Linked DNA regions of Mus musculus: all the other regions are linked to region 1. Evidence: chromatin contacts called from public HiChIP or PLAC-seq and promoter capture Hi-C data. All regions are on one chromosome and are shown on one strand. Each heading gives the region's core, a stretch centred on a gene start, on an enhancer-like site or on the middle of the called end of the contact. The rest is flanking DNA. Distances are from core to core; before and after follow the strand shown. Region 1 holds the start of Tk2 (thymidine kinase 2, mitochondrial). Region 2 has its middle 15 kb from the start of Cmtm4. Region 3 holds the start of Cdh5 (cadherin 5).

Region 1 (3,272 bases), core at 413-2,912:
AGCTATAGAATATATAGCCTGAACTTATGGCCTGGCCCTGTTAGTCTGTCCTTGCTCTCAGAACGTGCAAGCCTGTCTCTAGAGTACTTTTCGCCTCCCACTGCTGTTAGTTGTCCCACAGTTTATAAAGTGCTCCGGTGTAGCCAGGACAAACCATCTTGGAGCATTTCATGATGATAGACACAGGAAGAATATGTCACTTCCATTATGTGAATTAAGTCTCATGATTTCTTTTGGAGAACTGAATAACCACCCGTCCTAGTTTGCTTCTCTGTGATAAAACAAACACTGACCAAAAGCAATTTGGGGGAAGAAAGGGTTATTTGGCTTACAGGAGGGAAGACAAAGTAGGAACTCAAGGCTGGAACCGGAGGCAGAAGAAGCAGAAGCAGAAGAACTAAGAGTGTTTATCAGCTTCAGTAGTTCTCTGGTTTGCTCATTCATAAAGACCCGCAGCTCACCTGCCCAGGGACAGCATTGCCCATAGCAAGGAGGCAAAAAACAAAAACAAAACAAAACAACAACAACAACAAAACCCCTCCTTCATCAATTAGCAACAGGAATATGCTCCACAGACATGCGCACAGGCCAATCTGCCGCAGCCAGTTTCTCAATTGAGGCTCCCTTTCCCGAGGTGTTTCTAGTTTGTGTTGCCTTGGTAAGAATTAACTAGCCCACAACCCCAGTCCATTTAGATCTCTTTGGATCCTGCCCATCTAAGATCTGTTCATTTGGCTGAATCTGATCAACAGTTACCAACAATCTCACCCCAAGACGCTCACACACACACACACACACACACACACACACACACACACAACTGTCGACTTTGAATTTGAAGATTTTATTTGCCTTTACTAGGTGCCTAGCAAATAAACAGGAAGCCCTGTTAGGGTGATGGCTTTTTTGTTACAGATCTAAAAGAGTAAAACAAAACCCAGAAAATGTCTTTCTTCATTTTGCCCAAGACGACTGCCAGCATCTTGCCACCTGGAAGAAGTGGAAATCTTCTTTACACGCATTGTAACTGCCCATATACAGTCAAGGCGGCAACATCTGGGCTTATTGGTCTTGAATGGGTGAATTATAGTACCCAAGCTTATTTTTGCTTACAAGTTGGCCTTACATGCTTTTTTTCTTATCCCTTTTTTGTTCATTCAGGGGAGATATTCGTTATGCTTTCCCGAGGAACATTAAAATCCAAACGTTGAAAATGTCAAAGACTGTAACATTTGGGAACAATGGCTTTCACGGCCCTCTCACCTGTGTCCCTCACACTGTTTTTTGTGATGGTGGGGATTAAACCTAGGAGGGCCCTTTGAAGCCCAAGGACAAGCTTGGAAAATGTTCCCAAGTTTGACAAGGTCTACTTGCAGAGTATTTTCGAAGGAAAATACAGGACATCCTGAGTAGGCGGTGCGAGGTGTGGATGGAGCCGGCAACCAAGGAAGTAATCGGATATACTAAGCAGTCCCCGGCATTATTATGCCATCCATTCTCTAAATCTACTTGGGTCAGGGCCATTCTGCGGTCTGTAAGTGGGGAAATCCTCACTTTGAATCTCTTCGGTGTAGCCTAGAGGGAGAAATACTAGCGGATCCCTTAAGGGGCGGGGCCGGACAAGGGGTGGGGCGGGGCTCCAGGACGCACCGGAAGGAAGTAGGACTTGCACATCAGCCAGGGACTATGCTGCTGCGGTCGCTGCGTAGTTGGGCTGCCCGGTCCCTGCGTAGCGTGGGCCCGGGGAGCTCCGGGAGCCCCGGGAGCCTCGATTCGGGCGCCGGGCCGCTGTGGGCACCTCGCCGCGCCTGGCCTCCGGGTAACTAGTGCTTTTGTGCCACCTCGTAGGGGCCACACTGAACCCCGCCCCCTCACCTGCTAGTCCCCAGGAAGGGTCTGGGGACTGTGGGACCCTAATGAACTGTCAGGATCGGCACTTAGTGGGGCTCAAACGCGGCTTCTCGGCCCATTTTTTTAATTTTTATTTTTTATTGTCAGATTCTTTAGGCTTGGGAGGTGGCTAGTTGGGGCACGAGCTGTATTTAATCAGCTCTTAGTGGATGCAGGTGTCTGCGGACCTAGGGGGCGGGTTCAGGCTTGCGACTTTCTCCTCTTGCTGGCAGTGCGGATCTTTCTCTTCGGAAATGGAAGCCAGGTGACATAGCTTTCATTGGCCTCGGGCTGCTGCTGCCAGGTGGGTTGGCAGTGTTGCCAGTCTTGGCCTAGACAGCCTGGGTCCCAACCCTTGGAATCTCTCAGAGTGTAGGTTATCCCTGGGTGCGCTGTGAAGATCCTAAGCACACAATCCAGGTGAAACGGAAAGTAGAATGTACCGAGCAAAGGAAACTAAGCAAGCACACATGGGCCTGGGCCCAGTACAGCGACACATACGGACCCAACTGTAGAGAGTCCCAAGAATGGCAAACATTTTTTGTAAGCCAGGGAACACGCATACGCAATGACTGTGTGGTCATTTATCAGGTCAGCACAGAGCAGAGTGAATAATTGAAACATCGATTTCCTTTCCTTTTTTAGATAAAGATAGAGAAAATGATAAGGAGAAAAAAGCAGTGGTAAGTTTCTCTTTGCATGCTTTCTCCAGCGTAATTTCGGTTTGGTTTTGTTTTTTTTTTTTTTTTTTTTTTTGAGGCGGAGAACAAAAACAATGGTGCGCACAGTGAAAAACCAAACCCAAGACGATATCCAGGGTCACAAATCTCTCTTCCTTCTTGTGGCCCGGTTCCTCTCCTTAGATTCCATCACCGTTAGCCATTTCTTGTGTGTACGGGCGGGAGTGGGGCCTCGAGCTGCATTCAGGTAGTAAGCACTCATGTTCAGGTGTTTGTGAACTGCCAAAGATGCTGACCGAGCCATCTAAACGGCTTAAATTGCATCTATTTGCTTCACTGCCGATTGCCCCGCCCAGATGTGGGGGGAAGTGTTCTTCTCACTTCCTTCTGCTGTCTAGTGGAGACCAGAGAATCCACGAGGGACCTCAGGGTGGCCTCAGTCAGGAGGTGCTTGACAGGCAGGCTCTGGGGGTTGGGGCTGTGAGGTCAAAGGAAGTGCAAGTTAGACAGGTTTAAATGTTGCAGCAGTATTTTGGTTACCACCAGCCCAAGGGTTCAGTTTCTTCCTTTGAGATCATCTCACCCCAGGCTGGCCTCAAACTTGTGATCCTTCGGCTTCGACCCCTCCTGAACACTGGGATTTCAGTTGTGTGTCACTCCCAAGTGGTCAGGGCCCGTTTCTGTAAGGGAGCTGAAAGCCTT
Region 2 (3,272 bases), core at 317-2,816, 160 kb before region 1:
GCCACAAGAGCAACTGAACTCACCAGTGCCCACCAGTAGCTCTGACCTAGGCACAGAGGAAAGTGAGGTAAACATTTATCTGCAGGTGGCCGCAGGCCTTGGTCACCCAACACAGTCTCCATTTAGCTGCTCTGCCAGATAGTTCCCACTGCCTTCGGAACCCTCATGGGATTTGGCCAGACTGGGACAGCTGCAGGAAAGGAAAACTAGCCCACAGCTGCAGCCTGGACACCTGGACTGCCTCAGTCACGGACCCAGACTTGAGTGTGAGTCTTGGCCCCAGAAGTTGACAGTTGAGTGGTTTGGGGAAGTCCCTTGGCTTCTGGTGAGTGTCATCCTCCAAAGAAGAGAAAATCTCACCTGCCACTCAGGGAGACCCTAAGTATCCTAGCAATGCACAGTGTCCTGAAATGTGTGTCAAGGACACAGGTCAGAACTTTTGAAAGGGCTTAGAGATGGTGACAAAGAGCCAGGGAGGAAGTCACTGGCCAGGATCACACAGGAGCAGAGCTGGGGACATGAATCTCAATGTCTCTTTGATATGGCCTTCTCCCTAGGTTGCATGCTTTCTATCCCAGGCTGAACAATGTCAAATACCAGGCCTTAAAACTGAAGAAATAAATTGCTAGTTCAGACTGAGCAAAGATAGCTATTTTAGGGAAGATAGGCTCTCAGCGAATCACAAGATCCATCACCTGGGCAACTGCCTGCTTTCATGGGCAAGGCAGCTCTCTGCCATCTGCATGCGTGGGCATCTGGATATGTGGATATATATGTAGTCCTGTGCCTCCTTCCTGCCTCTCTGGGGAGCTATGGTCACCTTCCAAGGACTCATGGACCCGGGCTGCAGATACTTAAGATGCTAGTAATAGAAAGGTGAACATGGAGCCCACTCAGTCCAGACTGAGACCAAGGTCTCTGAGGCTACAAGTAAACTCCATAACTCCCACACTCGAAAGCTAGAATCTTTACAGGTCCCTTCTCCCCCCTCACCCCCCACAACAATTTGGTCCTAAGGCCTTTCGTCGGGTGGTGCATGGGAGATGGCTACCTGTGGGTATGATGGGAAACTGTGGAGCCCTGGAGCAGGTGTTTGAGACTTCAGTAGGTGAAAAGCCATTTCCTGTGTTTGGGAGTGGAAGGCCTGGCATAGAGTGTTAGCCACTGCCATAGGAAAAAGAAGCACCCTCCTGCAAGACTTCAGAGCTGAAACAAGCTGAGAAGGACAAAGCCACGGAGTTGACCTGATTCAGGATGCGATGATGAATACTGCCAATTTGATGGGATCTAGAATCGCTAAGGAGACAAGCCTCTGATGTGCCTGTAAGGGATTATCTTTATTAGGTTAATTGAGATGGGAACGGCCCATCCTGAATGTGTGCAGTACTGTTCCCTGGGCTGGAGAACTGGTTTGCATAAAAAAGAAAGCTACAGGATCTACTGGCATATGCTTTTAACCCTCAGGAGGCAGAGGCAAGGAAATCACAGGAATTTGAGGTCTGCCTGCTCTGCAGTATGACTAACCAGGCTAACCAGGACTGCATAGTGAGAGATCTAGTCATAAAGGAAAAAAGGGAGGTGGGGATGGGAGTGTGGGTGGCGAGATGGCTCAGCAGGGTACTGGCTGCATGGCTGCATCTCCAAAGGACCAAGTTCGGTTGGCAGAACCCATGTGGCAGCTCACAACCATCTGTAACTCTAGTTCCAGGGCGATCCAACACCCTCTTCTGGCTTCTGTGGGCACAATGCATGCATGTGCTATGCTTACATACATGAGGCCAAAACACCCGCACACACAATAAAATAGTAGAAGAATTTTTTTTTTTATTAAAAAAAAAGGGCTGGTGAGATGGCTCAGTGGGTTAGAGCACCCGACTGCTCTTCCGAAGGTCCAGAGTTCAAATCCCAGCAACCACATGGTGGCTTACAACCATCCGTAACGAGATCTGACTCCCTCTTCTGGAGTGTCTGAAGACAGCTACAATGTACTTACATATAATAGATAGATAGATAGATAGATAGATAGATAGATAGATAGATAGATAGATAGATTAATTAATTAATTTTTTAAAAAAGGAAGGCTGGGGCAGTGGTGGCACACACCTTTAATCCCAGCAGTTGGGAGGCAGAGGCAGGCAGATTTCTGAGTTCAAGGCCAGCCTGAACTGGAGTTCCAGGACACCCAGGGCTACACGGAGAAACCCTGTCTTGAAAAACCAAAACAAAAAAGAAGAAGAAGGAGGAGGAGGAGGAGGAGAAGGAAAGAGAAGGAGAAGAAAGCTGATCGCTTGCAGCCATTTTTCTCTGCTACCTTGATCAGTGGCCTCCAGTTCATTGCTAGGGATAACTTGCCGTGATGGACTATCAACCCTTACACTGTAAGTTGAAATAAACTTAGGTTGCTTTTGTCAGGGTGTGCACATGTATGTAGTACAGCCAGATATGGGTGTGTGATCCAGAGAGGGGAGAGCCAGCCATGTGACGGACATCCATATAATGATGAGGGTGTGGCAGTGAGGATGGGAAAGTGTGCTCTATAGAGACAGTGGGCCAGCAAACTCACGCAGGATGATCAGGCATCTCTCTCAGGGCCAGAGGAGGGAGAGGGTGGGATGGGTAATCAAAAGAGGGCAAACTGCAGTGAACCCTGTGGTGGTGGACTGGAATGAAGCCAGCCAGTGTGAACTCAGGCAGGAAGGCAATTAGGCATAAACGTGTGGAGCTACCTTAGCATCCTACACTGAAAGGGCCATGAAGGAGCAGCAAAGGCCATATGTACCAAGCAAGGCAGCTGCCTTACTATACACAAGGTCTTGGGTTCAGTTCCCAACACAGGAGGAAAGGGCCAGAGGAAGGAGGAAGAAGGGGTATGGAGGATGGGGAGGGGAGAAGAAGAAATGAGAGGAAGAAAATTCCAAGTTTTCTCACTCTTAAGTGCACAGTTGTAGTAGCCTTGGATTGCCACAGATTTTTCAGGCAGCTGCTTCCTTTTGCCACCTTCGTCCCCAGCATCCTATGATCCAGGGATGTGGGGTTGCTGAGAATCTGCCCCTAGAATCAGTCCAGCGAACATGGCAGTTTGAGAACCTGTACATTCTAGAGAAAGCCGCCAGCCAGGGTCGGCTTCTCATCAGTTCAGATCATATCATGTACTCAGCCCATACTGTGGAAGGAAGGGTCTTTCTATTTCATTCTTCCTGGGTGGGCCTCCTTGTTCCAGAACATGGAGGGGAGCCCTGTCATTAGCAACATGATTGGATGCTGAGCGGGAT
Region 3 (3,272 bases), core at 486-2,985, 150 kb after region 1:
AAGAACCCAGAACCCACCAGCCTCCCAGACCCTTCAAGCTTCCAACCTTGAAGTCATCCACTGTCATTAGAGTCTTGCTTGCCTGCCACATTCCTCCAGGGGTAACTAATGAACGCAGATGCCCGGAGGTGCTTGCAGCAGGGGTAGCTAAGTATATGGCCTCTCTTACTCTGGCCCTTCCTTTCACATGGGTGAGACCCCCTAACAGGAGGTGTGAGACTTGTGCTTTGTGGTTTCAAATCTTTGTGGTATTCACAGCCACCTATGGCTATGGGGTAGTGGGTAAATCCACTCAGGATTCCCTGGCTATCTATCTGCCTCTCATTAGGAGTTAAGCCCAGAGCCAAGAGTGTATATCACAAGTAAGGACTGAAGATGTTTCTACAACTTTATGGTCTAGAAGCCAGAGACCCCATGTAGTCACAGGTTCCAGGAAGAGCCCGTGCTGAGGAGGACTAAATCTAAGTTCCCATCGTCATTCTGACTCAATTTTCACACTAACTCTCCTCTGGATCTCTGTTGTTGTCTCTGAGTACAGAGTTACCCTATCTACCTCCTTGGGACTGGATAGTAAATCCAGGAGCCATTGTTTTGTCGGAATATTCTTTCTGCATGAACCATCTCCACCGCTCACCACAGATTGTGAATAGAATTGCATCCAAAAATGTCCTCTCCTAATGAAGGTTTGGAGACCTTAGGTTACCGTCCCAAGGCCACACCGAAGTGAGTAGGCTGGGATCAGTGCCGAGGGTCACTGTCTCTGAGCTGGGCTTTTGGCTCAGAGGTCCTTGTCTCTAGGGCCTTCCAGAGACTTTGCTGAGCTGTACGGCCACAAGAATTCTTGAGCTCTGGGCTCTGAGTATCTGGTGTTGGGGGAGAAACTACAGGCTACCTTCCTGCCTGCAACTGCCGAAACACAAAGCAGGCTCTGAGAGTCTAGGGGAGATGAGGGAAGAGGGCTCATAAATGGGACTCCAAGTGCCCAGAGCTGAACCTCAGAAGGCCCATCTTGAAAGTGGGAGATATTGACAGAGGGAACGAGTACCCCTTTCAGCTCCCCAAATCCCACCCTAGTCCCTCGAGGTGTTGTAGGTAGAGATAACGGGGCAGGGGAATATAAGTCAGACCTTGGGAAATCTATCTCTTTAGCTCTGGACCAGATTGTCCTTTGGGCAGAAGGCAGAGCTAATCCTGGTAGATAGGGAAGGGAATCACAGAGCCGTTATTTGTCCATCCCACACAAAGCAGATCCTACTCAAATCCAAGGTCCAGACTCCAGTCCTCTGCCCTTGTCCTTGCTGAGTGACAGTGGAAATCCTATCCTCTTTGAGCCTGGTAGTCATAGAAGCTCCAGGTCACTGGAGTTTCCCTGAGTACGACAGTCTACTTACAAGGCTGCTGAGTCTTTCTTGAACATTGGTTCTGAGATAACCGTTTGTGTCCTTGCACACTAAGAGATATGCATTTTTTTTAGCCCTACCCTGGCCCCAGCAGAGAGACTCAGGCTCCGGAGAGGCTGTGTTCCCTTGAGAGTCCTACAGTGGCCATCCCATACGGGCAAGCCAGGACTCTCCCAGTTTTATCTCCATGAGACAGGAGTAGAGAGGGATTTGGGAGTCTCACTTACCTTGTCCGTGAGCAGAAGGCTCTCTCCACTGCAGTCTGTCCAGGGCCGAGCTTTGTGGAGAGCACAGTTGATTGCCTCAGGAGGGGAGAGGGGAGCCACACCCAGGCTGGGAGGGAGGCAGGTTTTCCAACTGGCCCTGGCCCACTTCCCCTCGGGATGGTTTCCTGTTATTGTTCCTTTGTGAGCTGCCTGCAGATAGGCAAGCCCTACGGTGGGCGGCCTCAGCTTGGTCAGCCTGGGCCCGTGGAAGCCTTGGACCTGCCTGGGGTATTCAACTCATACCTCAATTCTAGGTCTCATCGGAGGAGCTGTGAGCCTAGGGGTAGCTGTGGGGGCTCTAAGCTTCTGCCAGAGCATTCAGCCATCCCTGGGAGGCAGGTGTCATATCCCCCACTTTACAGTTCAGAAAGCAGAGGCTTAGTGGGTCTAAGGTACTTGTTTCCTCGCTGGACAGAGTAACCCAGACAGAAACCCAGCTACCTCAGCTTCTCCACAGAGCCGGCTTTCCGTGGCGACTCTGTAGTATGGTGGAACGAAAGGGGGCTGTGGAGTTCTCAGAGTCGGGCAGCTGAGAAACGTGACAGACAATCACTTTCAGCAGCAGATTTTGCCTGTCAGATTCTTCCAGGTAGGGCAGTGTGAGTTTCAGTTCCAAGGTACCAGCCTGGCCCATCTCACTTTACAAATACTGGGTGATGGGCTTCACGTGACCATGGACCAACCAGGGATCCATGCCTCAGTCTCCTCATCTGTATAATGGAGATAGCCATAGGTCTGAGTCAGCAAAAAAGTAAGAAGAGCTAAGAAGACAGCAAAGCAGTAGGTAGACCAGGGTCCCTCAGGACCAAGAGGCTGGGGAGATGAGGTCAAGATTCTCTTCATTCAGCCAGGCGTGGTGGCGCACGCCTTTAATCCCAGCACTCGGGAGGCAGAGGCAGGTGGATTTCTGAGTTCGAGGCCAGCCTGGTCTACAGAGTGTGTTCCAGGATAGCCAGGGCTATACAGAGAAACCCTGTCTCGAAAAACCAAAAAAAAAGAAAAAAAAAAAAAAAGAAAAAGATTCTCTTCATTCATTATGTGATGGGTTAGTAAAAATTTCAGGGTTCTGGCTCAGAGTAAATGACAGACCCCCAGAGTGTACCTTTTGGCAAATTGCCTGGGTTTCTTCATGCATAAAAGTTTGGGAAGTCCCCAACTTGTCCTGCTTTTCAGTGAGGCAAAGAGGGACCATAAGAGAGCAGATCTTTCCGGGCATGGAGAAAATACTGTGGGGGTAGGGTGGGGTGTGGTGGGGGGAAGAAAGGGTTTTCTGTTTGGGGTAGGTAATGTTGGAGATGCCCATTAGACACCCAAGTAGAGACATGGGCTTGGTGAACGAAAGCAAAGTTGGTGTAGCCAATCACTCCCTCCAGGTCCTCTGAGAACTGAACTGGAACGGAGGCCCAGGGAAAGGAGTGTACATTAGGATGGAGTATTAGCGTCCTGAGACCATGTGAAGACAGATGAGGACATCAGAGTAAGGAGAGAGGCCAGGGAACTGTCGCTGGGGCTGTTCTCAGCTCTGAGCGGAATCCATAGCATTCAACTACTGCGTGCGTGCATTCGTGCGTGCGTGCGTGCGTGCGTGCGTGCGTGGGCGAGTGCG

Evidence for each region. HiChIP or PLAC-seq counts read pairs in DNA pulled down with a chosen protein or histone mark. Capture Hi-C pulls out chosen DNA fragments and counts their contacts.
Region 2: a contact with region 1 is called in an H3K4me3 HiChIP or PLAC-seq map of embryonic stem cells, with 15 read pairs. The contact joins the enhancer-like site here to the promoter of Tk2 in region 1. A contact is called at or near these places in 4 of 39 promoter capture datasets (3T3-L1-derived adipocytes, the C10 cell line, liver and 1 more), 9 of 484 Hi-C or Micro-C datasets (the HL-1 cell line, cortical neurons, double positive thymocytes and 6 more), 8 of 115 datasets of contacts at active chromatin or transcription factors (CD8 T cells, bone marrow-derived macrophages, embryonic stem cells and 2 more) and 3 of 9 other capture datasets (adipose tissue, liver and pancreatic islet).
Region 3: a promoter capture Hi-C map of liver shows a contact between it and region 1. The contact joins the promoter of Cdh5 here to the promoter of Tk2 in region 1. A contact is called at or near these places in 13 of 39 promoter capture datasets (the 3T3-L1 cell line, the C10 cell line, the HPC-7 cell line and 9 more), 2 of 15 datasets of contacts at CTCF or cohesin (large pre-B cells and pro-B cells), 9 of 484 Hi-C or Micro-C datasets (B cells, CD4 T cells, the CH12 cell line and 6 more), 9 of 115 datasets of contacts at active chromatin or transcription factors (the HPC-7 cell line, bone marrow-derived macrophages, cardiomyocytes and 3 more) and 4 of 9 other capture datasets (adipose tissue, liver, macrophages and 1 more).

Annotation. Positions count from the first base shown.
Region 1 is chr8:104,246,948-104,250,219 of GRCm38.p6, reverse strand. It overlaps Tk2 (thymidine kinase 2, mitochondrial), which reads left to right and starts at 1,662. Exons shown (of 10, transcript NM_021028.3): 1 at 1,662-1,819; 2 at 2,536-2,573. The coding sequence starts at 1,687.
Region 2 is chr8:104,409,130-104,412,401 of GRCm38.p6, reverse strand. No RefSeq gene overlaps it. Among named protein-coding and RNA genes, the nearest start is that of Cmtm4, 15 kb to the right of the region's middle. Within about 2 kb of position 1,566, at least 62 of the 459 cell types and tissues checked have an H3K27ac peak or open chromatin away from gene starts, as enhancers often do. A contact at or near this core is called in the HL-1 cell line, cortical neurons, embryonic stem cells and 1 more, where this site is marked.
Region 3 is chr8:104,100,088-104,103,359 of GRCm38.p6, reverse strand. It overlaps Cdh5 (cadherin 5), which reads right to left and starts at 1,735. Exons shown (of 12, transcript NM_009868.4): 1 at 1,628-1,735. The region is part of intron 1 of Gm29682 (predicted gene, 29682); the gene reads left to right.